7 separate regions of the Mus musculus genome follow, and regions 2, 3, 4, 5, 6 and 7 are each linked to region 1. Evidence: chromatin contacts called from public HiChIP or PLAC-seq and promoter capture Hi-C data. All regions are on one chromosome and are shown on one strand. The core of a region is the stretch at or near the end of the contact, and the rest is flanking DNA. Distances in the headings are between cores, read along the strand shown.

The links. Promoter capture Hi-C pulls out the DNA fragments that hold promoters and counts their contacts. HiChIP or PLAC-seq counts read pairs in DNA pulled down with a chosen protein or histone mark.
Region 2: a promoter capture Hi-C map of pre-B cells shows a contact between it and region 1, with 2.3 times the contacts expected there. The contact joins the promoter of Cnep1r1 here to the promoter of Lonp2 in region 1. A contact is called at or near these places in 4 of 39 promoter capture datasets (the C10 cell line, hippocampal neurons, pre-B cells and 1 more), 1 of 115 datasets of contacts at active chromatin or transcription factors (astrocytes) and 1 of 9 other capture datasets (adipose tissue).
Region 3: a promoter capture Hi-C map of embryonic stem cells shows a contact between it and region 1, with 4 times the contacts expected there. The contact joins the promoter of Orc6 here to the promoter of Lonp2 in region 1. A contact is called at or near these places in 13 of 39 promoter capture datasets (the 3T3-L1 cell line, 3T3-L1-derived adipocytes, the HPC-7 cell line and 8 more), 3 of 484 Hi-C or Micro-C datasets (CD4 T cells, embryonic stem cells and muscle stem cells), 7 of 115 datasets of contacts at active chromatin or transcription factors (the 230-238 cell line, astrocytes, embryonic hindbrain and 3 more) and 2 of 9 other capture datasets (adipose tissue and embryonic stem cells).
Region 4: a contact with region 1 is called in a promoter capture Hi-C map of embryonic stem cells, with 4 times the contacts expected there. The contact joins the promoter of 4921524J17Rik here to the promoter of Lonp2 in region 1. A contact is called at or near these places in 16 of 39 promoter capture datasets (the 3T3-L1 cell line, 3T3-L1-derived adipocytes, the C10 cell line and 8 more), 2 of 484 Hi-C or Micro-C datasets (B cells and Sertoli cells), 8 of 115 datasets of contacts at active chromatin or transcription factors (the 230-238 cell line, astrocytes, cardiomyocytes and 5 more) and 4 of 9 other capture datasets (adipose tissue, embryonic stem cells, liver and 1 more).
Region 5: a contact with region 1 is called in a promoter capture Hi-C map of liver, with 4 times the contacts expected there. The contact joins the enhancer-like site here to the promoter of Lonp2 in region 1. A contact is called at or near these places in 11 of 39 promoter capture datasets (the 3T3-L1 cell line, the C10 cell line, the HPC-7 cell line and 6 more), 3 of 115 datasets of contacts at active chromatin or transcription factors (SST interneurons, embryonic stem cells and pancreatic cancer cells) and 2 of 9 other capture datasets (embryonic stem cells and macrophages).
Region 6: a contact with region 1 is called in an H3K27ac HiChIP or PLAC-seq map of double positive thymocytes, with 16 times the contacts expected there. The contact joins the promoter of Dnaja2 here to the promoter of Lonp2 in region 1. A contact is called at or near these places in 14 of 39 promoter capture datasets (the 3T3-L1 cell line, the C10 cell line, the HPC-7 cell line and 9 more), 10 of 484 Hi-C or Micro-C datasets (B cells, CD4 T cells, the G1E-ER4 cell line and 7 more), 24 of 115 datasets of contacts at active chromatin or transcription factors (the SCID.adh cell line, SST interneurons, T-cell acute lymphoblastic leukemia and 15 more) and 3 of 9 other capture datasets (adipose tissue, embryonic stem cells and liver).
Region 7: a promoter capture Hi-C map of stem cell-derived epiblast-like cells shows a contact between it and region 1, with 5 times the contacts expected there. The contact joins the enhancer-like site here to the promoter of Lonp2 in region 1. A contact is called at or near these places in 9 of 39 promoter capture datasets (the 3T3-L1 cell line, cranial neural crest, embryonic stem cells and 6 more) and 10 of 115 datasets of contacts at active chromatin or transcription factors (bone marrow-derived macrophages, embryonic limb bud, embryonic stem cells and 5 more).

Annotation. Positions count from the first base shown.
Region 1 is chr8:86,622,040-86,625,655 of GRCm38.p6, forward strand. Lonp2 (lon peptidase 2, peroxisomal) reads left to right here and starts at 2,004. Exons shown (of 15, transcript NM_025827.3): 1 at 2,004-2,377. The coding sequence starts at 2,145.
Region 2 is chr8:88,116,813-88,120,428 of GRCm38.p6, forward strand. It overlaps Cnep1r1 (CTD nuclear envelope phosphatase 1 regulatory subunit 1), which reads left to right and starts at 1,947. Exons shown (of 6, transcript NM_029074.3): 1 at 1,947-2,057; 2 at 2,968-3,039. The coding sequence starts at 2,033. It overlaps Gm2716 (predicted gene 2716), which reads right to left and starts at 1,795. Exons shown (of 8, transcript NR_151771.1): 1 at 1,554-1,795.
Region 3 is chr8:85,297,692-85,301,307 of GRCm38.p6, forward strand. It overlaps Orc6 (origin recognition complex, subunit 6), which reads left to right and starts at 1,941. Exons shown (of 7, transcript NM_019716.2): 1 at 1,941-2,301; 2 at 3,418-3,547. The coding sequence starts at 2,237. It overlaps Vps35 (VPS35 retromer complex component), which reads right to left and starts at 1,826. Exons shown (of 17, transcript NM_022997.5): 1 at 1,764-1,826. The coding sequence starts at 1,766.
Region 4 is chr8:85,431,233-85,434,848 of GRCm38.p6, forward strand. 4921524J17Rik (RIKEN cDNA 4921524J17 gene) reads right to left here and starts at 1,609. Exons shown (of 4, transcript NM_025722.3): 1 at 1,427-1,609. The coding sequence starts at 1,492.
Region 5 is chr8:85,527,539-85,531,154 of GRCm38.p6, forward strand. It overlaps Gpt2 (glutamic pyruvate transaminase (alanine aminotransferase) 2), which reads left to right. Exons shown (of 12, transcript NM_173866.4): 12 at 1-1,364. Among named protein-coding and RNA genes, the nearest start is that of Dnaja2, 26 kb to the right of the region's middle. Within about 2 kb of position 1,548, at least 41 of the 459 cell types and tissues checked have an H3K27ac peak or open chromatin away from gene starts, as enhancers often do. A contact at or near this core is called in liver and pancreatic cancer cells, where this site is marked.
Region 6 is chr8:85,553,737-85,557,352 of GRCm38.p6, forward strand. Dnaja2 (DnaJ heat shock protein family (Hsp40) member A2) reads right to left here and starts at 1,625. Exons shown (of 9, transcript NM_019794.5): 1 at 1,434-1,625; 2 at 181-240. The coding sequence starts at 1,511.
Region 7 is chr8:85,601,953-85,605,568 of GRCm38.p6, forward strand. No RefSeq gene overlaps it. Among named protein-coding and RNA genes, the nearest start is that of Gm51583, 29 kb to the left of the region's middle. Within about 2 kb of position 1,694, at least 36 of the 459 cell types and tissues checked have an H3K27ac peak or open chromatin away from gene starts, as enhancers often do. A contact at or near this core is called in embryonic stem cells, hepatocytes, stem cell-derived epiblast-like cells and 1 more, where this site is marked.

The DNA.
Region 1 (3,616 bases), core at 754-3,253:
AAAGGAAGCTGAGAGCTCACATCCTGAACCAGAAATACAGGCAAAGAGACTGACCTGGGGATGTCTCTGATCTTTAAAGTCTCAGAGACTGTTTCCAGTGACACACTTCCTCCAAGGCCCCCCTAAACAGTGCCATCCACTGGGGGACTAAGTATTTAAACAGCTGAGACTAAGGGGGACATTTTTTTTTCATTCAAACCACTACACTGTACCACACCCTACCTTTACAGTGCAATATGAATTTGTATTTGTCAAACTAAGTCTAAGGTAGACACGATGGAACATATCTCTAACGTCAGCACTCCTGGCTGAGATAGGAAGATTTCAAGTTGGAAATCAATCTTGCATAGCAAGCCCTAGAGTGGGACAATTAGTAGAGTCATTGTATCTAGGGTAAACATCAGAATGAAGTAATTATTTTCTGGAATTACTTAGACCTTACCAAAAAAAAAAATCACTGTAGAAAACAGTGAGTTTAGTCACAAGAAGGCCCTGACAAACATGAAACAGCTTGCATAGTCGGGTACAGCAAACAGTAGACAGTAAGAATTGAAGTTGCAAGGTTTTGGTGCTCCTTCAAGAAACACACAGATTAGACCTGGGTTTTGGTATGAAGTTCCTGTTTTACTCTAAAAACAACTTTTGTGTGACAATTACATGGTTCTGCACAGCTGTTTGGGGTTCAGTCTACAAGAGGCTAGACCTCTTGGCTGCCTGCAAGGCCATATATCATCCTGGAATGACTCTTTTTCTTTGGCCATATGTGTGACTCAGTTAAGACCCTGTCCTAGGAGACCAAGAAAATAATAAAATCAAAAAATTAATTTATTAAACAAAAATAAGTCCAGACATTAGTATGCACACAAAACACTTGTTGCTTTTAGGATATGTATGCATGATAAAAATAAATAAAGTTTTTTTAAAAAATATGCCCCAAGGTTTTTAAGATGGTCATAGTTTCCTCATAAAATACCTACCATGTTCAGAGCCCTTGGTCCAATCCCAAGTACCATTTTTAAAAAGACACCAGGAATCTCAGAGTATAAGTCCTCTACTCTCCAGATAAGACTCTTAATAAAAAGGTAAGTTATTGTATATATTTTTTCTTTATATTACTCCCAAAGTCTATCTCAAGATATCTACACAATGCATACTTGATGAGTGTGTCACAACCAAGATCATCACCTACCAGTTCACCCTCCCTCTAGACCTCAGTGACTCAGACCACAACCTAGAATCTATCATCCAAATTGTGACCTTCTACAAATAATTGAATGCCCCTTTTTTAAAAGTATCTGTTTAAAATACTAATAAAATAAAGCAAAGATGGAAGCAATATCACAGACTTAAGAGATCCAGGAGATAAACAAAGTGAAAAATTAAGGACGATAGTAAAACCCACCAGCTTGGGAGAAGGTCTATGGATTAGGTAATGGTAATACTAATTTCCTGGGTTATGTGAACCATGGTTATGCAACATAATAGGGAAAACCGAGTGAGAGGTATAGGATACTTGTTAAAATATAAAATCTATTCAATAAAAAGGTTTAAAAATGTCTAGTGCACACCGTCCTTCTCAACATTCCTTCCGAATTTAAATGCAGGCACTGTTCATGCTGTCTGTGCACCAGGTTTGCTTGTCGTCTGGCATCACTGGTTCAGAGAGAAGGGCTGAGCGAAGCGACAGAAATTGGGTATCTCTGGGCTAGCGGGGAGCGGAGGTGTTTAATGTAGGGACCAGCCTGGGGATGCAGCCAGAAATTGAGGGGTTTGGGTCTAGGGGCGGAGCCAGAAGCCGCTACGCTTTAGCTTTGGGGGGGGGGGGGGGGGGAGAGTGACAGACCGGAAGGCTTAGCCGCTGCGGCCTCCGGAAGGGTTGTGGGCGGGCCCGGAAACAGCAGCACATGGCCCGGGGGCGAGTCCGAAGCGTCCGGGCAGAAGTCTGGGAGCCTGGAGAAGGGGCGGGGCCGGAAGCGGCGGCAGGCCTGGGGACCGGAGCCTGGGGAAGGGGCGGTGCCGGAAGCGGCGGCACTCAGGCCTGGGGGCGGGCCGTCGAGTGACGGCTGCGGTGCGTTCGGCGAAGGAAGTGTAGAGTTCGTACTTGGGAGTCCTCCTGACACCTCTGGTGTTGACGACCAGTGGCCATGTCCTCCGTGAGCCCCATCCAGATCCCCAGCCGCCTTCCGCTGCTGTTGACCCACGAGAGTGTGTTGCTGCCTGGCTCCACTATGCGCACAAGTGTGGACACGGCCCGCAACTTGCAGCTGGTGCGGAGCCGCTTGCTCAAGGGCACGTCGTTGCAGAGCACCATTCTAGGAGTCATCCCCAACACACCCGACCCGGCCAGCGACACGCAGGACCTGCCACCATTGCACAGGTAGGCCCGCCGGGCACTCGGAGGGAGGCCCTCCGGGACTCGCGCCCCGGCGGCCTGTGAGCGGAGTTGTGGCTCAAGTCTCCCCAGCGTGAAAAGTGGGAGGGACGCTTTTCGCCAGTGACCGTTAGTGAGCCGGATCAGTCACGGAGCAATGCCTGACACGGGTGGAAACTCTGTGCAGTTCATTTGCTGCCTGTTGCTGGTGCTTATCTGATGTGAATTCGTGTCCTACATAGCCTTCTTCACCGCCCAGCGCCCGGGCCCCTCCCCCATACCACCTTTCACCCTGTCCCCTTTCTTTCAGTCAACCTCCGGTCATGTTCTCCAGCTGAAACATTATAAATCTAGATCTATCTATCTATCTATCTATCTCTCTCTCTCTCTCTCTCTCTCTCTCTCTCTCTCTCTCTCTTTCTTTCTTTCTTTTTCCTGCTCATGCCTAAACTACGCAGTTAACTTTTGGGTGCTTTGTTTTACATGTTGTTACCTATTTTCTCTATTCCCCGACGGCCTCCCCTTCATGAAGGGCCATTCCTGTTAGCATTTTCCTTGGGGTCTCCCACTACAGTCTTCCCAGCCTCTAGGCTCACCTTTGCTCCTTCCTGGCATTTTTATCTTAGGCCCGGGGGATGTCACTGGATAGCCCTGTGTCCCGGCTCTGGTTCGTTGACTTGGGTGGTAGATTTCACCTGCGTCTGACTCTTCCCCTGTGATTTCCCATGTCTCTTAGGTGTGTCTTGAAGGTCCATCTGTGCAGACTGGTTTGCCCCATGCTTCCCTGGACTGCACAGTGATTGTGCGTATAGAGCACTTGAAGTGTGCATGCTCTAATATGAGTTTTAACACTAGAGTGCATGTGTGCCCAGAAAGGCTGTCAATTCTAGGCAGCTCAAGGCAGTTGGTCACCCTAAATGTGTCATAAATGTACAGTGCACACTATAGTTTGAGAAAACGTGAATTTCCTTTTTCTTTTTCGAGACAGGGTTTCTCTGTGTGGCCCTGGCTGTCCTGGAACTCACTCTGTAGACCAGGCTGGCCTTGAACTCAGAAATCCGCCTGCCTCTGCCTCCCAAGTGCTGGGATTAAAGGCGTGTGCCACTGCCCTGCTTAATTAATGTTACATAGAATAAATGTTACAATGTTAATATTCTGACCACTTCACCTAAAATCACCTGTGGATACTAAAATCACGAGTATGGCTTGTATTTTTATTGGACAGTACTAGTCTATAGTGTGTCT
Region 2 (3,616 bases), core at 697-3,196, 1.5 Mb after region 1:
AGGGCTACACAGAGAAACCCTGTCTCAAAAAAAAAAAAAAAAAAAAAAAAAAAAGTAATGGCTATGGGCAAGGGTGTAGTGTAGCATTCCTTTAATCCCAGCAAAGGCAAGAAAATCTCTGTGAACTCAAAACCTACCTGGTCAACATAGAGAGTTACAAAACAGCCAGGAATATGTCTGACCCTGGCTCAAAACATCAAGATGTCATCATCTAATAAGTATATTTTATAACTCATAGGTTTTGATCCATAACATTAAAAATTCATCTCGAAGCTGGGCATGATGGTACCATGCTTTTAATCCCAGCACTGCAGGTAGGTCTCTGAGTTCTAGGCTAGCTTACTCTACAAAGTGAGTTCCAGGACAGTCAAGGTTGCTATACAGAGAAACCTTGTTTGGAAAAAAACATAACACACACACACACACACACACACACACACATCTTTAAGTCAGGCTTGGCAACTCACACCTGAATACTTGAAAGGCTTAAGCAGGAGGACTGCAAGTTTGAAGCCAGAATGGACCTTTGTAGCAAGTTCATGACCAGCTTAATCTACAGAGAAAAACTCCATCTCTAAAACAAACAAGTCATCGTAAAAGTTTAAATGAGATAATGCATGTAAAGGGTTTGGACCAGAGAAGGCTCCTTAATGGGAAAGTTTAGAAAGTGCTACTAGGGTAGAGGAGTCTATAAAACAAAGGAGTCAGGAGCTGATAAGTGAGTTAGGGCAAAGGTTGATTAGTAAAACACACAATGTATCAATTTTGGGAACATGGCGGTGTTGCTCAAAGACCTTCTCAGCCCTGATCTGTGTGGCTGGATCCTTTCCGTCTTCTTGGGCCTCTCAGCTCAAACTTCCTTGCAACACTTCTGGACCTCCTTCCTCCTGTCTTTAATATTGGTTGCTTTTTCCATAGAGCTACTGTTATCTGAAATCAGTTGCCTACTTTTATGTTTATTGCTCCCTGAAACCTTTCACTGTGAGGAATGCAATCTTATCTACCGTGGTCATAAATATAATGTAATATGGGACAAATACAATGCGTAGCATGTCATGCAATAAATACCTCTTGAATGAATCAATGACCACCAGGAAATAAACAGAAATAACAGGTCATTTTAATCAAATGTTAATTTTGCTAACCCTGTACATATTTTTGTTATACTTACAAAGACATACTTTGTGCATTCTTTTTTTGTTTTGTTTTGTTTTTTGTTGTTGTTTTTTGGTTTTTGTTTTTGTTTTTTTGGTTTTTTTTTTTTTGTTTGTTTGTTTTTCGAGACAGGGTTTCTCTTAGCCCTGGCTGTCCTGGAACTCACTCTGTAGACCAGGCTAGCTTCGAACTCAGAAATCCACCTGCCTCTGCCTCCCAAGTGCTGGGATTAAAGGTATGCGCCACCACCGCCCGGCACTTTGTGCATTCTTTATGACTATATTGGACGACATGAGGAGAAAATAACCAAGAAAGAAATCCTTCCTTAAGGAATTGGATATCTAAAGAAGAGAAATCAAAATCAAGGAAATCTGCTTGGGGGCGCTTCTAGTACTTACTGCTGAACATATCTCAGTTTCTCTTTAGTTCCTTGAGGGCAGGGATAGATTGGTGGTCTCTCCTTAGCAACCAAAATACTGCCCAGAAGTTAGTGGGCGCTCAATCATTGTTTTAAGAACTAAGAAAGCAACCAAGCTTAAAAATAAAGTATGCTTGGACAGAATTCAGTTCCTCCCCGAGGCAGGAGGCGGCGCCATGGCTATATCAGCCTAGCTGCTCGCTATTCTCGGCCCTTCCAGTTGAACATCTAGCGCTGGGTTCCCGAAGGCGTTTGCTGAAATTAGCCAATAGAAAACTAGTTTAGTTGAGGGGTCTGGATGAGCTACCCAATAAACTCAACGTTTCTAGAAAATGGGCGGTGCCAAACGGAGGGGCTGAAGGGAGCGGTTAGAGGTGGGAGTTGGCGCTGTCGGCGGGGCGGGGAGGGCGGGCTGCGATGAGGACCGGGCCGTGGCGGTGACCGGAGCTGCCGCCCGACATGAACTCGCTGGAACAAGCGGAAGGTAGAGTGTGTCTTCCGCCGGGTCCCGTCCCGAGGCTGAGGAGGTCGCGAGGGCGGCGTGGCGGGGACGCGGGGCGCACGGCCGCCGAGGGGTGCCGCCTTCCCCCCCCGCAGGGGCTCGGGGGCCCCCCCGTCTCAGTGACGAGCCCTTGCGAGTTATAGAGTGCGAATTCATTTTCTGTTTGACAACCTAACGAACCGTAACCCTAATTTCTTCCTTGGCTTCTGTAATTGCCGGAATTTAGATGTACTCTTGGCCTTTCAAAGTTTTGTTTTATTTTGATTTTTTAAAAAACACCTCTGTGGGAATAACACCCTACTTCATTCAGAGGTACGCTCTGCCACAGCACAAGGCGTAGGCGCTGCTGCTGGCCGGACGTTCACCGGCGACCCATTCCTAGGAGGATAAGGGAGTATGTTTGTACAGCCCGTTATCTGTGTATGGAAGTCTAGTAAGCCCATACTACATAGCCATCAATTAATGATAAGAGCTAGGGCCGGAATCGGATAATTGCAGTCAATTAGACCTCATGGATTTTGATGTTTCAACAGGAAGTTCTTGGTTCCACAGAATTAGAATTAAGCTGGAGTTTGGTCCATTTATTTGTAAACACCCTCCACCGCACCCCCCAGTTTTAGCTTTTGACTCTTGGCTGAAGTTGCTGCTGGTCTTCCAGCATACCAGTTTTCAAGCTTCTAAAAGTAGACCAACTGGTTTCCAGAAATTGGGATGAACGAAAAATGATGTTTTTGTTGTGTACTTAAAATTGTTATTATATAAGCAAACGGTGCGTGACACAAGTAATTTGATGTGCAAGACCTGTTGGAGTTTGTCGATCTAAAATTTCATTTTATCAAATTTCATTTCGGACTAGAAAGAGCAGATAGAGAACTGAATTCTCTTTACCTAGATCTCAAGGCTTTCGAAAGAAGACTTACTGAATATATTCATTGCTTGCAACCTGCCACTGGACGTTGGAGAAGTAAGTTGCTGAATGCTTTCTAAGGGAAAATAAAGTGTGGTTGATAGCTTTATTCCTAAGTAGGAACGACTCCCTTTCTTTAAAACTTTTGACTAGTAAATCCTTGTTTTACTAAGCTATAAGATTTCTGAGTTTAGACAACTTTTTTTGTTTTTGTTTTTGTTTTTTGTTGTTGTTGTTGTTGTTGTTTTTCCAGACAGGGTTTCTCTGTATAGCCCTGGCTGTCCTGGAACTCGCTCTGTAGACCAGGCTGGCCTCGAACTCAGAAATCCACCTGCCTCTGCCTCTGCCTCCTGAGTGCTGGGATTAAAGGCGTGAGCCACCAAGCCTGGCTAGACAACTTTTAAATGTATTACTTAGTGCTGTTGACAACGTATTACACAGAAGTACTTAAGAAAATTATGAGCTGGCAAGATAGCTCTGGTGTATGCCGTTCAAGCCTATATCCCTCAGTTGCATCTTCAGAAGCCATTTAAAGGGGAAGGAGAGGGCAGACTCCACAAACTTCTCTTCTGACCTTCACATTTGTGCTGTGCTATGACATGCATGCCTATATATACCATGCAGCTACACACAC
Region 3 (3,616 bases), core at 691-3,190, 1.3 Mb before region 1:
ACCGTCTGGATCCCATACACACACTAACTTAGCAATACCCCAGAAATCCGATGACGGAGCACACCATGAACATTAAATGGCAAAATTCTTTCTTTGTGCAGAATTTCTGCCCATTCTCCTCAAAATCTGTTTGCATTACCTCCAAAGCTCCTAACACAACCTCTTTCCCACCAGGAGCCCAAAGAACTATAGCAGAATGTTTCAAAAGCACATCTCTGCCATTTATTTCTATCTGGTGCCTAGCACATTCTATAAAATTGAAAGTACACCAGATGTTTGGTTAGTGCTGGACTCAGGATTTTTAGGAGTACAGTACCAGTGATATCAACACTTGCTTCCAGATGCAAAAGTGAGACTTAAAGGCTAACTACCTACTCAAATCATAAAATTGCCTATGACAGAACTGATACCCAGGTTCCATTTTCCAATAAAATTCACAGGGAAAACTGGTCCAATCTGGTTCCCCAGGCACATAAATATAATTTATAGTGTATCCTCAAATGCTTTGTATTATAAAACACTATGTCAACCAGTAAGTGTTGAAAAACAAAAAAGTTAAACTTCACACCAGTCATGTGCCAAATCTCAATTGTACAAAGTTCCGAGGGGGGAAAACATCTTGTAAGGCAATATATTATATTAAATATACATCAAATATTTATCAAATTACGGGAACAAACGCTCAGAACTCAGCCAGCCAGAACCAAAGATGACATAAATACCAAGCTGATCGGAGTCTAGCAAGATCATCATAAAGGTCCATTCCAAAAAAAAGGAAAAAAAAAATCAACAAAAAGATTTAATGCTGGTTTTTCCTATTAACACACTTAAAGTGAAGTATGTGCAGTGGCACATAGAATTATCAATACAAAGAATGAATATTGAAATTAAAAAAAAAGGACATAAGCATAGCACATCCAAAACCACTACCTGTTCATACTACAGCAAATGCTCGTATAACGCAAGTGACAACTTGCCCTGTGGAAAACAGGATCCGAATTTTGCGGAAGTTCCTGTTTATAAGGCTAGTGCCACAAAGCATCACGACATGCTATCGTCGCGGAGAAACCTTTGAATGACTGCTTCCAGCAAGTGAGTTAGAATCCTCAGAGAGCAAATGCGAAACGGAGACCTGTCTCCTATCTGATGGTTGGGCTCAATGAAAAGAAAGCAGGAGTCCTTCGGGAAACTCACGTGAGCAGGTCCCTAGAATTCGCTGACAGGCGCTGCAAGATGAAGGGGGCTCTGCGGCCACGGAAGGCCGGGAGACCACTGCGCCCCCCCCCCAAGGATATTTCCAGCAGAGAAAAGGCAATGGGACCCCCGAGGACAGCTGAGTACAAAGCTGGAAATGCACCATCTGGGCGCGACCCAGCTACGGCGCCAGCTCAGAAGCTCGGGGGCTCCTCACTGTCCCAACTCCGCACAGACCCGGGAGTCCGACTCTCAGAGGGAAGGTGGCCGTTCCGTACAAGAGTCTGACGCAGGCCTCCACCGACACCCAGAACCTGCAGCCCGCGACACCCCTAAGGGAGGCTCCTGGTCTCGGGGTAACGACCAAATTCTGCGCCACCGCCCACCGCAGCCCACCGCAGCCTAACGCGGCCTTCCTCAGCCCGTGCCAAGCCCGCAGGCCCAGCCTGGACCGGACCGGCCTCGATCGAAATGCAGGGCCTCCTACTCCGCCAGCAAGGCTCCTGTCCGCCGAAGGAAAACGTGGACTGCGACTCGGCAACCCAGGCCCACCGCTTCCCCTCACTCACCATGGCGACTCCGGGGACCACAAGCAGCAGCGCCTACCCCGCCGGAGCCGCCCGCCGTCAGGTGACCGAGCCTTGCGAGCCCCGCCCTCTCTAGCCCCGCCCTTGGATAGAAGCGGCTTTTCGATTGGCCCACTTAAAATCTCGCGTAGTTTGGGGAGAATGGGCAGCCGGCGGTGTATAGTGGACGGGGCGGGGCGAGAATAGTACAACGCTGCGGCGAACTAGGGACAGCAGGAAGGGAAGCCTTAGTTAAGGAGATCCGCGGCCGAGGAAGGGCAGCGAGAGAACCTTCTGCGCGTCCACTTCGCCTGGGCCCGCGCCTCATCGTGTGCACATGCGTAGAAGGATGACCAGGATTGGTGTGTGGAACGGTCTCAACCTCTGGTCGCAACCAATCTGGACGCGCCGGGGGTGGGTCTTAACCCTCTGACAATCTGCGCGCGCATTGCTCTTGGCGCGCATTTCTTCCAGCGATGGAGTCGGAGCTGGTACGCCGCCTCGCCCCGCGTCTCGGCCTTGCGGAGCCGAGTGTACTGAGGTGAGTGTGGCCGTGTGTGCGGGTAGACGTCCCAGACTGCGGCCCTGGGTCCTCCCAAGGCAGCGTCGGATGAGGGACTGGCGATGAGGGAATGACCGCACACTGGTCTGGGCGAGACTCGGGCCCAACATCAAGAAAAACTGTTGTTGGCTTGTAGAAGATGGTTTGAGAGGACGTATATAGTCGTCCTTGAAGCACTCTAGCTCTGTTGGATACACTGTGGTCGGAAAAGCCGGGGAGGACCTCTTGTCATTCCTTCAGACTCGATAATCTTGATAAGCCAGCCTTGCAGGGCAGACCCTGTGCAAATCACTATAGATGGCAAGAGAAAGGTAGATTATGGTACAGAGTGAAGAGCTGAAGTGATGAGCAGGGCGTAAGAATTCCAGAAAAGGCCGGGCGTGGTGGCGCACGCCTTTAATCCCAGCACTTGGGAGGCAGAGGCAGGCGGATTTCTAAGTTCGAGGCGAGCCTGGTCTACAAAGTGAGTTCCAGGACAGCCAGAGCTATACAGAGAAACCCTGTATCGAAAAATCGAAAAAAAAAAATTCCAGAAAGGGCCCAGTGGCGTTGGGGCTGATTTATTAAATAGTGGCACGCATGGGAAAATATGGTAAGAGTGGCCCAAATAGCTTCCATTTTCCGAAGCCCTTGAGATTAGGAGGGTCATTGTAGGATCTGTCTTAGGAAATAAAGCTACAGCAGGCAAGTGTGTAGAAAGTTCGTAGGTCTATTCCCAGGGCTACTGACCGGAAATACAATGGGACCCAGAACTATTTTCACAAGCCGCCGAAACTGAGACCCAATCAGTCATTAAGGAAGAGAAAGGGATTTAATTTACTCTAATCTGCCTGAACCAATTCTTTATACTTGTTGAAATAATGTAAGAAGGAAAGGTAATGTCCAAGGAACACGCTTGGACACAGCTAAGTCTGGAGTCATTTTGGTTCTATGTAAAGAACTTCCACCTCTCCAAAGGATGTGCTTTCTAGGCCCCAAATGAACTTGCACAGTAGTTAGGTGGTGTGCAAGTCCACCATGCTGAATTCAGTTCTTTGCCTAAGTGTTGACAAAGTTCTGCAGCAGTTTTAGTGACCATACTGCCTTTATAACCAGGAAAGCAGAGGAGTTCCTGCGGCTGTCTAAGGTGAAGTGTGTCAGTCTGTCTGCACGTAGCTCAGAAACCAGCAATGCTGTCATATGCCTGGACCTTGCAGCTTCCTGTAGGAAGTGCCCCTTGGATAGAGTAAGTTGGCTCCAAAGGACATTTGAGTGATCTGATGTGACCCTGAGGTTTCTTTGTTTTAATCTTCTT
Region 4 (3,616 bases), core at 359-2,858, 1.2 Mb before region 1:
CTGCTCTTCCTTTAACCAGGGTTTTTTTGTTTGTTTGTTTGTTTGTCTTTTGCCTTTTTCAATTTTCAGGGGTTTTTTGTTTTTCTTTTTAACTCATCAATGTGTGTGATTGTGTAGGTGTGAGCATCGCAGCACGGGTGTGGAGGTCAGAGGTTAACCGTACAGCCGTTCTCTCCTTCCACCTTTACAGGGATCTACCTCAGGTAGTCAGGCTTGAGCAGAAAGCACCTTTACCACCTAAAGCCATCTCACTGGCCAATAACCAGGAAATTAAAAACAGATATTTTCCCCAAAAGATTATTTTATGCCAAGTAAAACAAGGGACTTGTGCCCTACAGAAACAGAATGCATAATTCATACTGTAAAAGCCTTAACTGAAAATTATTTAAACATCAAAGTAATCTGCCAACAGACTGATCACAAAGTGCAAGTTTGCTACAATTTAGTTGGGTGGAAAGAATGAACGTAACTCTACATTTTGGAAAACATGACTGTTTTGATATTGCAGACTGGTATGCTCTATCGACTAAACTTGCACAACTTTCCATCATCAGCATTTTTAAACATTGCCTATAAATCATACTGAATAAAACATGTAACTTTTTTGTTTAAAGATTTTAATAAACCTACAAGGACACGCCCTAAATAATATACTTAAATCAGATTTTAAGTCTCCACCCATTTCCAATTACTCCAGAGAGAAGGAGGGGGGAGGGGAAGAGAGAGAGGTAGTCATTTTAGGAAGATTCAGGAAAAAGAAGTACAGCCAGATCTGCATGCCGGCATGAAGGCCTAAGGATGATTTTAATGGAATGAGTTTTTGTTCATCACACTATAATTAGGCGTACTTAAATGTAGGAAAAGAAAAATGATTTTTTTAAAAATTACGACTATTACTCCATGAGTTCAGTCTAAATATGAATGATTTCAAATTCACGAATCCGCATATTTAAAAAAAAAATCTGTAAGCAGACATGTCAAATTTACAACAGTAAATAGCACGAATGGGACGGGGCACACGCAGAGAGGAAGAGCCTCAACGCCGACTTTATTCGAACCGTGTTCCGTTAACAACGTAGTGGAAGGACTAGAAACCACACATCAAACTGGTTGGTTTTTTTGCGGCGTTCCGGAAGTCCACAAATTTGCAAAAAAGTTAGCACCATTACTGTCCTTTTGTCTGCTTTATGCTGCCACCCAGGTGGCGGGGAGCGACAGCTGAGAAGCAGCACCGCACTCTCCCCAACCGCGAACAAAGCCATGCGGGGCGGCAGGGGTCCGCGGGCCGGCCCGGGACCAGAAGGGGCAGCGCCGGGTCCCCGCTCCCAGGCCCCCGCCGCCCGCGGGCCGCCGCGCACCGCCAACCGCCGCCGAGCAACGGCCACCCGCCCTGCCCGCCCCGCCCGCTCGCGCCGGCCCAGCCCACCTGTTGGTCGCACTCGGGGCACGATTTGGTGGCCATCTTCACTTTCTTGGCTCGAGTTGCAGACATGCTCCCCTCCTGAGCAGCGGTGGAAGCAGCGCCGTGCCTCCGCTGCTCCACACAGCGCGTCCTCACTCCAGCCGCGACCCAGCCGTGGAGGCGCGCGTGCGCGTGCGCGGGGCTGCGTGCGGGTTGGAGGAGGGGGGCGCCGCGGCCCTTCCAGGGAAGTCCCATCGCCACGCCCTCTAAGGCGGTGGACCGCTCGGGGGCGTGGCTCCGACGAGACTCCACCAACCAACGCACAGGTGGGCCGAGCCCTGGTGCTGGGCACGCCCCCTCGTCGGCCCCAGAACCAGAGCCTGAAATGGTTACTGGCAACGGAAAACCTCTCTGCAAATGTCAGCAATGCTAATCCGAGAGAAATTATAATAGACACTCGATGAAACCCCTAGGCTTCCAGCGTCAGGGGTATAAACTTCACTATTCATTAAATAATTGCCTACGATCCACTATTAAGCACACCGAATAAGAAATGTCTGCCTTCAAGGAACAGTCTACAAGGCTTTGTTTTTGGAGGGGGTGGAGAGGTTGGTCTGGTTTCATCTTGTGTATCACTGATACTGAGTAGTTTAAAATTAAAAGCAAATTATTTGAAAAGTGAAACAAAATGCTGTGCACTCCTATCATCCCAGCTTTCACTGCTCTTGTTCAGATCTACAGTGAGAGAGCAGAGAGATATTTTTAAACTGTAGTTTGATGAAGAAAGGAGCATGAGCTGGGTATAAAGTTGCAGAAAAGGGAGGGGTAACACACAGAGCATCTGCCATTGTTAAAGAGACTCCTCATACTCTGTACTATAGGAAAGGTATCTCAGGACAAAGACACTACCTGTCCAAAAAAAAAAAATCTAAACGTGTGAAAATGTAAAGTCAGTTAAAAGAAGTGTGTGTGTGAATAGAGTCCTTAACACAAGGGTTCCCCAATCCCAAATAACCCCCTAAGGAAGTCTCCAGGATCAGCCTTGAAGGGACACAAAACTTCTGCCACTTTGGATCAAAGGGAGCAGATGACATCTGGAGCTGACAGCATTATCTTGGGCTACTGGTCTTGCAAGTAAGAGAAATGTAATGTTCACTGCCTGGACACACACACGACCTTTACTCTCTCAAGAGGGCACACTAAGCCCGGTGTGGTGTCTGCACGCTTTTAATCCCAGCACTCAGGAGGCAGAGGCAGTCGGATTTCTGAGTTCGAGGCCAGCATGGTCTACAAAGTGAGTTCCAGGACAGCCAGAGCTATACAGAGAAACCCTATCTAAAAAAAAAGAAAAAAAGAAAGAAAAGAGGGCACACTAGGGAGATGGATCACAGGAAGAAAGAAAGTGGGCTTAGAGTTAGTGATTTTTCTGTATCAGCTGGGGTCAGAACTCACAGTCCTGTTTGATTGCCAAGTTGGAAAAGAATTGACACACGAATGTGGGTGGAGGGCAGGGAATTACTGTTCCATGCCACTAAATTCCTGGAACAAGACAGAGGCCTTTTGTGTAAACAAAGTCTCTCAAAGTCTCTCTCTCTCTCTCTCTCTCTCTGCATATGTGTGTAACATTTGTGCAAAAGTTTTATGTATTCTGGCAGATTAAAAAAATGAATTTCTTGTCAAGATTCATGGCATTCCATTAAAATTTGATTATTTAAAAAGAGAGAGGTGTAAGTATGAGGGGCCACCAAGCCTTGTACTACAAGCTGCAGAGACCAGGCATGCATGGCAGGATCAGATTTCCTGCAAGGCGGCACCAAAAGACTATTTTCAAAAGCTGTCAAGGTGAATCCTTAGTTTCAACAGAGACCCCAAAATATTAGAGATGCCACAAGCATGGTACATGCATGAGGAAAAGCTCTGGGCTTGGAGAACTGGACCAGAAGCAGCATCACATGAGCTGTAGTTGGGATAGGGGAAGACTGGGCCTGTCCAAGGATCTCAGATGAGTCCATCCCAAACCAAGAGGCTGAAGGTGAAGCTGAAGGGCATAGTGATTGATCTGAAGGTTTTAGTCTTCACTTGATCGTATCTTTCTTTACTGTGCTTCATTCATGAGAATATTTACTCTCTATTGCGGGGCTCTGGGTGTAGGGGAAGAGGGGAGTAGGAGAGAGTGCCCGCGACCCGCCAGAGTTCCTGTGCTCTGGGCGGCAG
Region 5 (3,616 bases), core at 298-2,797, 1.1 Mb before region 1:
TAAAATACTTCCAGAGTGGTGACTGAGCAGCTTGGTCAATAAAAACTAAAAGTTGCGTGGGGCTGAGTATGATGGCATACACTTTAATCCTAGGACTGGGGAGGCAGAGGCAGACTGGTGTCTGCGAGTTTGCGTCCTGTCTGATTTACCTAATAAGACCTAGTCACGCTGGGCAGTGGTGGCTCACGCCTTTAATCCTAGCACTTGGGAGGCAGAGGTAGGTGGATTTCTGAGTTCAAGGACAGTCTGGTCTACAGAGTGAGTTCCAGGACAGCCAGGGCTACACAGAGAAACCTTGTCTTGAAAAACAAAAACAAAAACAAAAAAGACCTAATCACAACAAAACTGAAAACAACAGAAGCAATAAATGGTTGGGTGGATGTCACTGTTGAGTGGATCTGTGTATATGTGCATATATTTTTAGTATCTTATATATTTTAAATATGCACAAGTATAAATATATGTGTTCCTGAACAGTACATTTACCTAAGTATCACAAACTTGGTTAACCAACAGCTTCTGCTTCTTTTTTTTTTTTTTTGGATATTTTCTTTATTTACATTTTAAATGTTATCCCCTTTCCCAGCCCGGAAACTCCCTATCCCCACTCTGCCTGCTTCTATGAGGGTGCTCCCCCACCCACCCACTCCCGCCTCCCTGAGCTAGCATTCCCCTACACTGGGGCATCAAGCTTTCACAGGACCAAGGGTCTTTCCTCCCATCGATGCCCAAAAAGGCCATCCTCTGCTACATATGTGGCTGGAGCCATGGGTCACTCCATCTGTCCTCTTTGGTTGGTGGTTTAGTCTCTAGGAGCTCTGGGGAGGGGGCGGGGATGTTGGTTGGTTGGTATTGTTGTTCTTCCTATGGGGTTGCAAACCCCTTCAGCTCCCCCAGTCCTTTAACTCCTCTACTGGGGTCCCAGCTTCTGCTTCTTAGGGTTTGACCCTAAAGACAGGGAGTTGCTTAGTTGGAGAAACTTTGGAGGTCTTTTGTTTCTGTTTTTGTTTTGAGAGCCTTGCTCTCTGGCTGCCTAGTATGCTAGTACATCTGTACCCCAGGCTGACTTTAAACTACTGTGTAGTCTAAGGCTGACCTTGAACTCCTGAGGCTCTTGCCTTTACAGTCTACACTGGGATTGTGCCACCATTCCTGGCTCTAACAAGTTGTTAAAACTAATGTGGACTTTTGCTTTCTGCTGGCAGTAAAGTAAGAAGAGATTAAGGCCGGAGAGGTGGGGACAGGAGCTGGAGAAGCGATGGGTTGGGTTGTGCTATACGACATTGTATTGATCTTACCCAGGTTTCCCAGTTCACATTTGTCTTGGAATATGGCTTTCAAATTTAAAATTGTTTTTAAAATATGCTTTCTATATCTTTATTAAAATTTAGAAAGTATGCAAAGAAAAATAACTAGGACTCTAACTAGGAATCATTAGGAACCCACTCAACACAGTTTAAGCAAAGAAACTGACTATCCTGTGTAAGCTGTAGGGAAACTGGCTCTGTTTCTAATGTTTACTCTGGCAGAGGTTGCCTTGCCCCATTGCACATAGAAAATCTCATGGTCCCACGTGTCCTTTCCTGAGTCAGATATTTTGGCTTGTGAGAAGAGGGTGCTTTGCACAGGAAGGGGAGCCGTGTACAGAGGAGGTGGGAATGGCTGTTAGGATCGCCAGCCTTGCTGAGTAACATTGAGTCAGAAGAAACAACCCATGAAAAAGGGATGGTGCTACACTAACAGAGGCCACTTTAGTGTGGGTGTGGAGGATGTGTGTTCAAGAAGTGTATGTGTAGCTGGGCATGGTGGCTCAGGCCTTTAATCCCAGTACTCGGGAGGCAGAGGCAGGTGGATTTCTGAGTTTGAGGCCAGCCTGGTTTACAGAGTGAGTTCCAAGACAGCCAGAGCTACACAGAGAAACCCTGTCTCGAAAAAACAAAAACAAACAAACAAAAACCAAAACAAACAAAAAGAAGTGTATGTGTGTGCACACGAGTACAGGAGCTCACAGAGGCCAGAGGCATTGCATCCCCTGGTGCTGGAGTTGTGTAGTGAGCTGCTTGTGGGAGTCACAGCTAGTTGGTAGCTAAGTGGACAGAGAAATGTTTTGTAGCTTCCCTCACAGGAGCCCACATAGGAACACACACCAACTCTCTAGGGAGTAAATTATATTTTATTGTACAGTTGAGTGTGTTAAATACAGATCAGAAACTACAGATATTATTCTAGATGGGAGGGGAGGGGGTAATGTTGAGATGGTCTCACTGTGTAGTCCTGGTTGGCTTTGAACTCCTGCCTGCTCGCCAGTCCTCCTCTCTTCAGTGACTTGTGCTCCCCACCATGGCATGCTTTGTCAGCAGAGGCCTGGAGTGAGACAACAAGCCTTTAAATTCAACCAGATTCAGGCTCTTATGACACAGGCGGACTATTTCCCAGAATATCCCATGAATGGTCCCACTGGCTCTTCACTGGGAACCTTGTGAACCAGGCCTCTGCTGTCCCCATTGCTCTCAGAATTATTCTCCAGGTTCCCACGGGCATGACCCACTAAACTATGCCTGTAGTACTCAAAGGCTTTTCTAGCCCAAAGTTTCAAAACTCTTCCATGTTCCTCCAACAAACCAGTTCCAAACAGGTAAGAACTATATGGTTGGGTTTATCATGGCAACAGCCCCACTTCATGACAGTCTTTTTTTTTTTTTTTTTTTTTAGTATTCTTTTTTCCTGTTTGCCATGATAAAACACCTTGAGAAAGGAAGAAAGAGTTTATTTGGGCTCACAGTTTGAGGGCACACAGTCCAAGGTAGCAGGGAGTCGTGGCAGCAAGGCCTTGAGGGAACTGTCCACCCTGATGAGTGCTTGTATTGAGCCCACTTTCTCCTTTTTATTCATTATGGGACCTCAGACCACAGAATGTTATGTCCCACATTAAGGGTGTGTCTTCCTCTCGCAAATAACCTAACAAAGATTAAACACGTATATGACCAAATACTTGCTGTCATGGTGCTTCTAAGTCCTACTAATTGTCGTTCAGGATTGACCACAGCACTGAGTATGAGGCGCATGGACTTGTAGTCCCGACTCTTCTGCCTCTTCTTCCCTGGTACATTACAGGGTGTGTACCATACCCAGCTCCAGACCCTTGGATTTCCAATGATTCAATATAATGTCTTCAGATGGGTTCCACACTGTTATGTATGGTATGTTTTTAGTCACTGGGTTTATAAGATATCTTAGAGTGTGTATGGATTAATACTAACAAAGCATTAATCACTGGAACATGATAGACTCATGCTGTAGAATGTCTTGGTCAGATAAAAATATGTAACATTGGCAGCTGTCCAGATGACTTACCATGAAGCCTGAAGATGTTGGTTTGGTTCCTGGAACCTATATGGTAGAAAGAGACTGTACTGACTGCTACAGGTTATCTTCTGAGTTCCACATGCACACCATGGAGCAAGTAAGTGCAGGGCCATGTGGTGGTGCACACCCTTAATCTCAGCACTCAGGAGACAGAGGCCGGCAAATCTCTGAATTTGAAGCCAGCCTGGTCTACATAGCAAGTTCCAGCCAGTGAATGCTATGTAGCAACACTCTATCTCAATAGCCATGA
Region 6 (3,616 bases), core at 375-2,874, 1.1 Mb before region 1:
CAATAGCTATAATTTTTCTTATCTTTGAAGAATATTACAAGCAATAGGTTTTACTAAGGTCATTTTCAAGTAAATTAAAATAACAGCGAAAAATTCACTCTGTAGGCATAAATGGACTTTCCTTTCTGGGAGGGTGATATATTTTAAGTTTCAGTTTAAGAATAAAACTCAATGACTTACTTTGTCTCCAGCATTTGGATTCTTATCAGGGTGGTATTCTTTGGCTAACTTTCGGTATGCCTTCAAAAAAGATTTTGGATAAGAGTTATACACAGCAAACAATTTAAGATATTCACTTTTCTGAGAAGCAATGTTCTAAAGTTACAGCCTTCCAAAAAATGTCACTTATTATTTAACGTTTTCCACTTCAATAGTATTTACTAATAATATACCCAAAGTTACTGAAGAAAAATACAAATAAAACAACAAAGAAGATACTGAAACATTTTTTCTTTCTTTTTTTACAAACTATTATCAAATGTCTTTGATGGCCAGTAGCCAGACCAAGGAGACCACAATAACCAAACAAATTTTAGATTGAGTGACTACGTTTTACAGAAACTCAAGCACTACTACAAATTAAGCATAGGATACTTCTACCAAGTATCTCTCCCCATGCTGGCTGGCTCCTCTGCCTGCCCTCTAACAGGACACCCAGGAGGTCCTAAGTGATGTTTTACTCGCACACGGTCGGCTAACTGGGGTCTTAGGTGGTGGTGAAACTACATACTTTCAATTAAGCGATGTGGTTAAGCACCATGTAAGTCCTCACACAGACTCATGAATTATATAACACAGCCTACCATTTCCGGTAGGGTAACAGGAAGTCTTTTTCTTTGGACTTTACCAGTCCCAGTACTTACGGGACATTCTTATTTTTCTCAGTTTACAAATGCGGATTGGATCCCGACAGCCAGAGAAGATGCTGACTTTATTAATACCCCAAGTCCCGAGATGATTTGGAACTACTACAAAGGACAACAATAAGACGTGTCTTATTTTTAGGGAGTGCACGCTCAGGTGTTTGGCTGGGGCACACGACTCATCCCCGAAGCGGCCACGGGGTATTTAGATCTCCAGCCCACAGAACAATGCTTCCAAACAGACCCACGCCGCTCCAGCTGCCGGGCGAGCGAGGCTGAGGGAGGAGCCTGCTCAGCGCCGGGGGCTGCGGCCCTCAGCCCCACACCGGCGCCGGCGGTCAGCTCCTCCCCGGCCCGGCGGCGCGAGCACCGCGGTCCGACCTGTTTTTCCGGGTGGCCCCGGGCGCCGAGCTGGCGGGCCGCGTCTGCGCAGGGCCGGGCGGGCGGAGGCCCAAGGTCAGCCGAGCCGACTGCGCCCCCGCCGCCGCCGCGCCTCAGCCCGGCTCAGGCCGCCCAGACCGCGCAGGCCCCGCGCCCTCGCCCCGCCCGCCGGCCGGCTCGCTCCAGTACCTTCTTCAGCTCGTTCTCGCTAGCGCCGGGAGGGACGCCCAGGATGTCGTACAGCTTCGTGTCGGCCACGTTCGCCATGGCGGCCTGCCGGGCAGCACTCGCAAGCAGGCGGCGGAGCGGAAGGAGCGCGACCCGGACCACGAGCGGCGGCGGCGCAGGCCGAGGAGACGGCGCGGGGAGGCAGGCGGGGCTGAACTTTGACCCGGCGCAGCGCCATGACGTCGCCACAAGGCCCCGCCTCCGGGGCCGGGCGGGGCGGGGTTGGGCGGTGGGCGCCCGAGAGCGGCTGGTGGGGCCCTTTCCTGTCGCCGCTCCGTGACGCGCGAGCGACCGCGGAGTGGAGGGGAGCGGTGTGCGGCGTTCATAAAGAACTCTCGGTGCGGCTGAGGCCTGAGGGAAAGAAGCCGGCGTGGAATCCTCACGGGGTGGTCCCCCCGGGGCCACGGTGAAAAACAGCACGTGGGTGTGAGTGTGTGAGGTTCCCAAATAGCGAGTTACGCCCGTGATGTGATTTCATCAACACCTTCACTAACTCATTTCATCTCCTTAACTTCCCCCTCAGCACCTCTGCGTAGGGGAAACAATTTCATTCATAAATACTCAGATTTATACCTAGCAGACGAGGTTTTAAAGGCATAGCCATCCTGTCACATCGGAGGAAAGGACAAATCTTTTTTACACATTCCCAGTTGGTTTCGGGGCATCCAGATAAACCAAAGTCACCCTGTTCCACCGGGATCATGTGTTCAAGTGTCTCACTTGACAGCTTTAAAATTAGCTAACGCCAAAGGTTTGGTTGGCATAAGACAGTATGGCAGCGTGCCGGCACTTGGTGGCTGTCAGTCGAGTTTCGTTTTGCTTTAGCTTGAAAGATTTCTGTGCTTTACCACATTCCAGAATGTATAGCTTGCCTTCCAACTGGTTTTCCGATAGTAAAACACTTCTGGTCAGTTGAAAACCTGAACTGGGAAACAATTGCTCATTGGCCATAAGTCTGTCAGTGGAGGTGATACACCTTTCTTGTTATTCTTCTTGACCGAGTTTTGGAGGTCCTTCACTGCCGTGCTAAGACTTCTGAAATTTAACCTGAACGCTCAGAAGAGTCTCATGAGAAGTTAGATGCTCCTTCTGCTATTCAAAATGCCCCTTAACCTGTAGTGTTTTCCTTAATTCATAACCTGGTGAACCTTCCTGTCTTATTTGATGTTCGTTTTCCTGATAAGTATGATTTATGACATGAATGCTGTTCTCACATGTGAGTCAAAATTCTTTAATAGAATATAGCTTATCTATCTGGTTTCCAGGACTTATTTGGAGGTTTCTAGCAGGGGACCACAGCTATTTTATACCCTTTTGCCAAAGATTAGCCTCTCTTCTTGATCAAATACCCAGTTTCAGGAAGGGACATACAAAGAAGAAGAGGGAACACTCACCCACACACCCAGATCAGCCAAAATAACCCTGGGGCAGATGTTGAAGTCAGATCATCCTTCTTCTGACTTTGAATTTTACAAAGACCCCTAATCATTCAAGAGTGTAAGTCCTGAAATTAGATTGTATAAGCTGGGAGCTTGGCTCTGCCTTCTTTTAACAGTAAGCTTGGCTCTGCAATGTATTTTCTGAGGTTACTTCCTCAGTGCAAGATGCTATTTATTTTTAATGGTATTTATGGTCTGGGGATGAGGCTTAGCTGGTAGAATGCTTGAGTAGAATACACTAAGGCCCTGGGTTCAGCCTCTAGAAAAAAGAGAAGAAAAGATAGAAAAAAACAAAGGGGGAACTTTGATTCAACTACTCTAATTTTTTATTTAGGCTGCTCTTTGGCTTTGTAATAAATCAATGAATGAATTGGCTTTTTGAGGCCCTGATTCAATCCCCATAACTGCAGAAATGCATTGTGGCAGCTCACACCTGTAATCCCAGTGCCTGGGATGTGGAGACAGAATAGGAGTAAAAGCAATGGTGTGTTAGCTTTATTGTTGGCCTACTTACCTACAGGCTTTTTATACTACCTTTATTCATTGGATAGCTGGCTTCCCTGAACGTCCTCAGTTCCTCTCTTCTGGGATTAATGCTCCTCAGTAGCTTCGCATGGTCTTACATGTTTGATAATTAGTTCCATTTCTCTATCCCCTTTTCAGTCAGTTTCTGCTGCACAGGAAAGGAAGTACCCTGTGTAGTTA
Region 7 (3,616 bases), core at 444-2,943, 1.0 Mb before region 1:
CAGCCAATAGCCCCACGTAACCCTAGGGGGCGGAGTAACAACCTTGTCATCAAGTTCACAGTGGCTGTCAAGACTGGACTGCTGGTTCTCAACTACTCTCACCCTGGACTGTTGGTTATCAGACAGGGACGCTGTGTTGGAAGCAAGGTAGCCCCAGCCTATTCCCACCTCTGCAACCACACTGTAACCCCTACTGCTGCAGGACACAGGCTGCCTCTGGAGAATGCTTGGTGAGCTTCTACCTCGGGGGCCTACTCCATGCATTTATGACCTGGTTGTAAATATGTCTGAGGATTTTTATGTTCTAATACAGCTTGTAGCCAGAGTGACCTCTTATTCTAGGGAGGATGTCTTCAACCAGCTAGCACCTCCAAACAATCGAGTTAAAAGGGTGACTACTTCTGCTGTGTTTCTAGGTTCTCTTCTTGGCATAGGGCTAGTTGGAGCTGCTAGTGTAGGGGCCTCAGCCCTGCAAGGCCCTATGGATGGGGAAATATACAGGAGATGGAAAAGTCCATCGTGGCCCTGCAGGATTCCCTATCCTCCCTGGCAACAGTAGTCCTACAGAACAGAAGAGGCCCAGACTTGCTGTTCCTCCAGCAGGGAGGACTCTGTGCAGCCTTAGATGAGGAATGTTGTTTCTATGTTGACCACTCAGGTGTGGTCAAAGAATCCATGGCCTTAGTCAGAAGGAGACTACAAGACAGATTCAACTGATGTTAGCTTTGACTTGTGGTCCCTGCATAATCAATGCTTTAGTTAGGTTTGTTAAGGAACAGATTTATTCTCAAACAACAGTACCAGTCCATAGAAACATCTCAAGGATGGCCTCAAACTGAAAGGTGGTGGTGGTAATGAAAGGGAAGAGATAGGCTGATTCCACGACAGGCTTCAAATTGGCAGTTAAGGAAACTAGGCCTAAAACTCTGTTTCCAAGAACTGGGCAAGCCCAGGCAAGCCCAGGCAAGTCAGTTAATAGGAAAAACCCCAGGCTCCAGCCCCCACGCACCGGTAATGGTTGTGGAATGCCTAGAAATAGAGTAAGATAAAGCTCACCTACCCTGGAATTCCTCTGATGTGCTTTAAATCAGGCCTGGAAGCGCAGTTGTCTGTCTATCTTGGTAATGGGAGACCCCAGCATGCTGGACTTCTGCAGAATAAAACACTCTGCATTTACATACTATTTGAGTCAGGGTGTCACTCTTCAGCAAATCATGGTTACATTATACTGTCAACCACCCTGATTGATGGAAGCTGAGGGGGAAGGTTCTAGAAATCGTGTTCTTGGTGGGAACTTTATACAAGGGTGCTCCTATAGCCAAGGAGAGCAAAGGTAGAAAAGACTGAGGTGAGTTGTGTCCCTCAGCTGCAAGGGGTGAACAGTTTTAGATGAGCCCTTTCTCAGACGAATTAACCATAGTTTCCAACTCTGGTCAGCAGAGGGCAGGCTGGCCTGTGAAATGATCCACCACTGGAGCTTTGCTCTGGAGAGATGGGTGGTCCATTGGAATCGAGATGAAGACAAACTCACTGGATGGATCTTCACAAAACACTCTGCCTTTGGGGGTCAGAAATGTTTCCCAGTATTTACTGCTAGGCCCCCTGTTCCGATGTCCTGTAGGGAGGAGCGGGAGGGAGGAGGGGTCAGTGTCTAGGTCACAGGTTACACAGGTGTCTGAAAAGGAAGTGTGTGTCCTAGGACAGGAGCTCTCAGAGGCACTTCCCCTCACATGTTTGGGACACTGATTTCTAACTGTGACGGGGAGGCAGATGGAGAGGTCAGAGTCCTGGTAGATGGCAAGAGAGCAGGATGAGAAAATGATGTAGGGCAGGCAGTACAGACTCCACGGTGTCCTGTGAGACCGTGGAGAGATACCACAATCACATTTGAGCCCCATTTTCACATCTCTGAAGTCCACTTCATCTCTTCAGTGGCCTCTGTCAATAGGGGGCTTAATCAGCATGACTGACACCCATGCTCCTCTTAAAAATTTAGGGGTTCAGTCAAAGAGTGGGAAGACTGCAGAAAGGGAGAGAGCAGGGAAGACAGGAACACATTCTCTGGAGGGCTCTGACCTCTCCCTCTCCTCTTGTCAAACACACTAGGAAATCTAGGCTTTTTAAACATTTCTTCAGATGAGGTGATTCATTCCTAATTCAACACACATCTGTGGACCCTCAGTTTCTGCTGTCCTGGGAGGCACTATTCCATCATGGCCACCGCCCTTCTTGCTTTGGCATGGCACCACAGTTGCAAAGCAGTTTAATGGCAGTTTTCTATTTTGACTTCTACATTTCTAAAGTGGCAGAAATATTTTTTTTTCCTCAGTTTTGGAGATAGGAAGCAAGGTTCAGTGGTACCAAGGCCGCCACAGTGATTTCGTAATGAGGGGTTAGCACTGCCTCTTCCCAAATGGAACAGTCTTGTTTACTGAATGAACAAACTGAAAACCAGGAGCAGGTACGGTGTCCCTCAGTGGGATGAGAAGGCCCAGCACACTCTGACCCCAAGGCTATAAAGGGCGTTTTGTATGGCTTTGTGGTCTGGTTATTAAACCTTGGGCTGCTGCTAGGCTAGTGGTCTACCACAGAGCTAACTACCAGCCCAGTTCATCCATCTTTTGAGGAGATAATAAGCATGGCTTTAATTATTTTGTGTCTTCTGTGTATCAGGGGTCTCTGTCAAGTCCTCTATACAGGTTATTACTTAATTCTCATAGCATGAGGCAGGTACTCAGGGAGTCTGGTGACCTTGTTAAGGTCACATCATTGGAGAAGGTGGATGGGCTGTCTGAGCCAGGGCTCTGACTGTGGCAGAACCCAGGAGACTGCTTGTGGGAAGGCTGAGCAGTCTCTTCAGCTACCAGGTTGTCTGCACTGATTGGCTGCATCTTCAGTGCTGCTCAGCTCTCATGCTGCTGGTCTTTGTGTAGAAAGAAAGGCTTGGGCGTGAGAGGGAGTTTCTGTGGATGTGAAACACAAATTTCACATTCATTTATATTTTATCTGTAAAAACAACTCCAAGATGGTAATTAATTGTCAATGACTACTTCTATGGGACCTTCTGACCTTCAGGTTGTGGGTAACATAAAAATATACAACTCTTTGAATGTCCTGTAACAAGCTTGATATTTTAGATACCTTGGGATTGTGCAGTTTATTATAGTGAAAATTAAGAGTCACTGATGTCCCCAGCTAGCCCCAGAGGTCCTTCCTGGTCCATCTGGCCAAAATGTCTCCCAGTTCAACTTTGGTAGAGCTGTGGAAGGTTTCAGACAACATCTGAGAATGAGAATTGGTCCAGATTCAAGGCAGAGGGAGGTCGGCCATGGGATATGGCAAGTGTGTCTTCCCCACTCTGCCCTTGGCTTCTACCTTTTTTTTTTTTTATTATTATTTTCTAGAAGGAAGTCTGCTTAGGGCGGGGGAGAGTAGAAATGCTTCCTGCTCCAGCTCTCATCCCGAGGACTGGCATAACTAAGCTTTCTCCTGGTTTTATCCCTTACTAGAGCCCTTAAAAGGAACAGGCTAGGAAAAGAGCCAGATTTGTTCTTCGTCCTGGCTGACCTGTTTAGTCTTGATTCCAGGTGCTTTCTTCTTCCCATTCTCCAGAGGA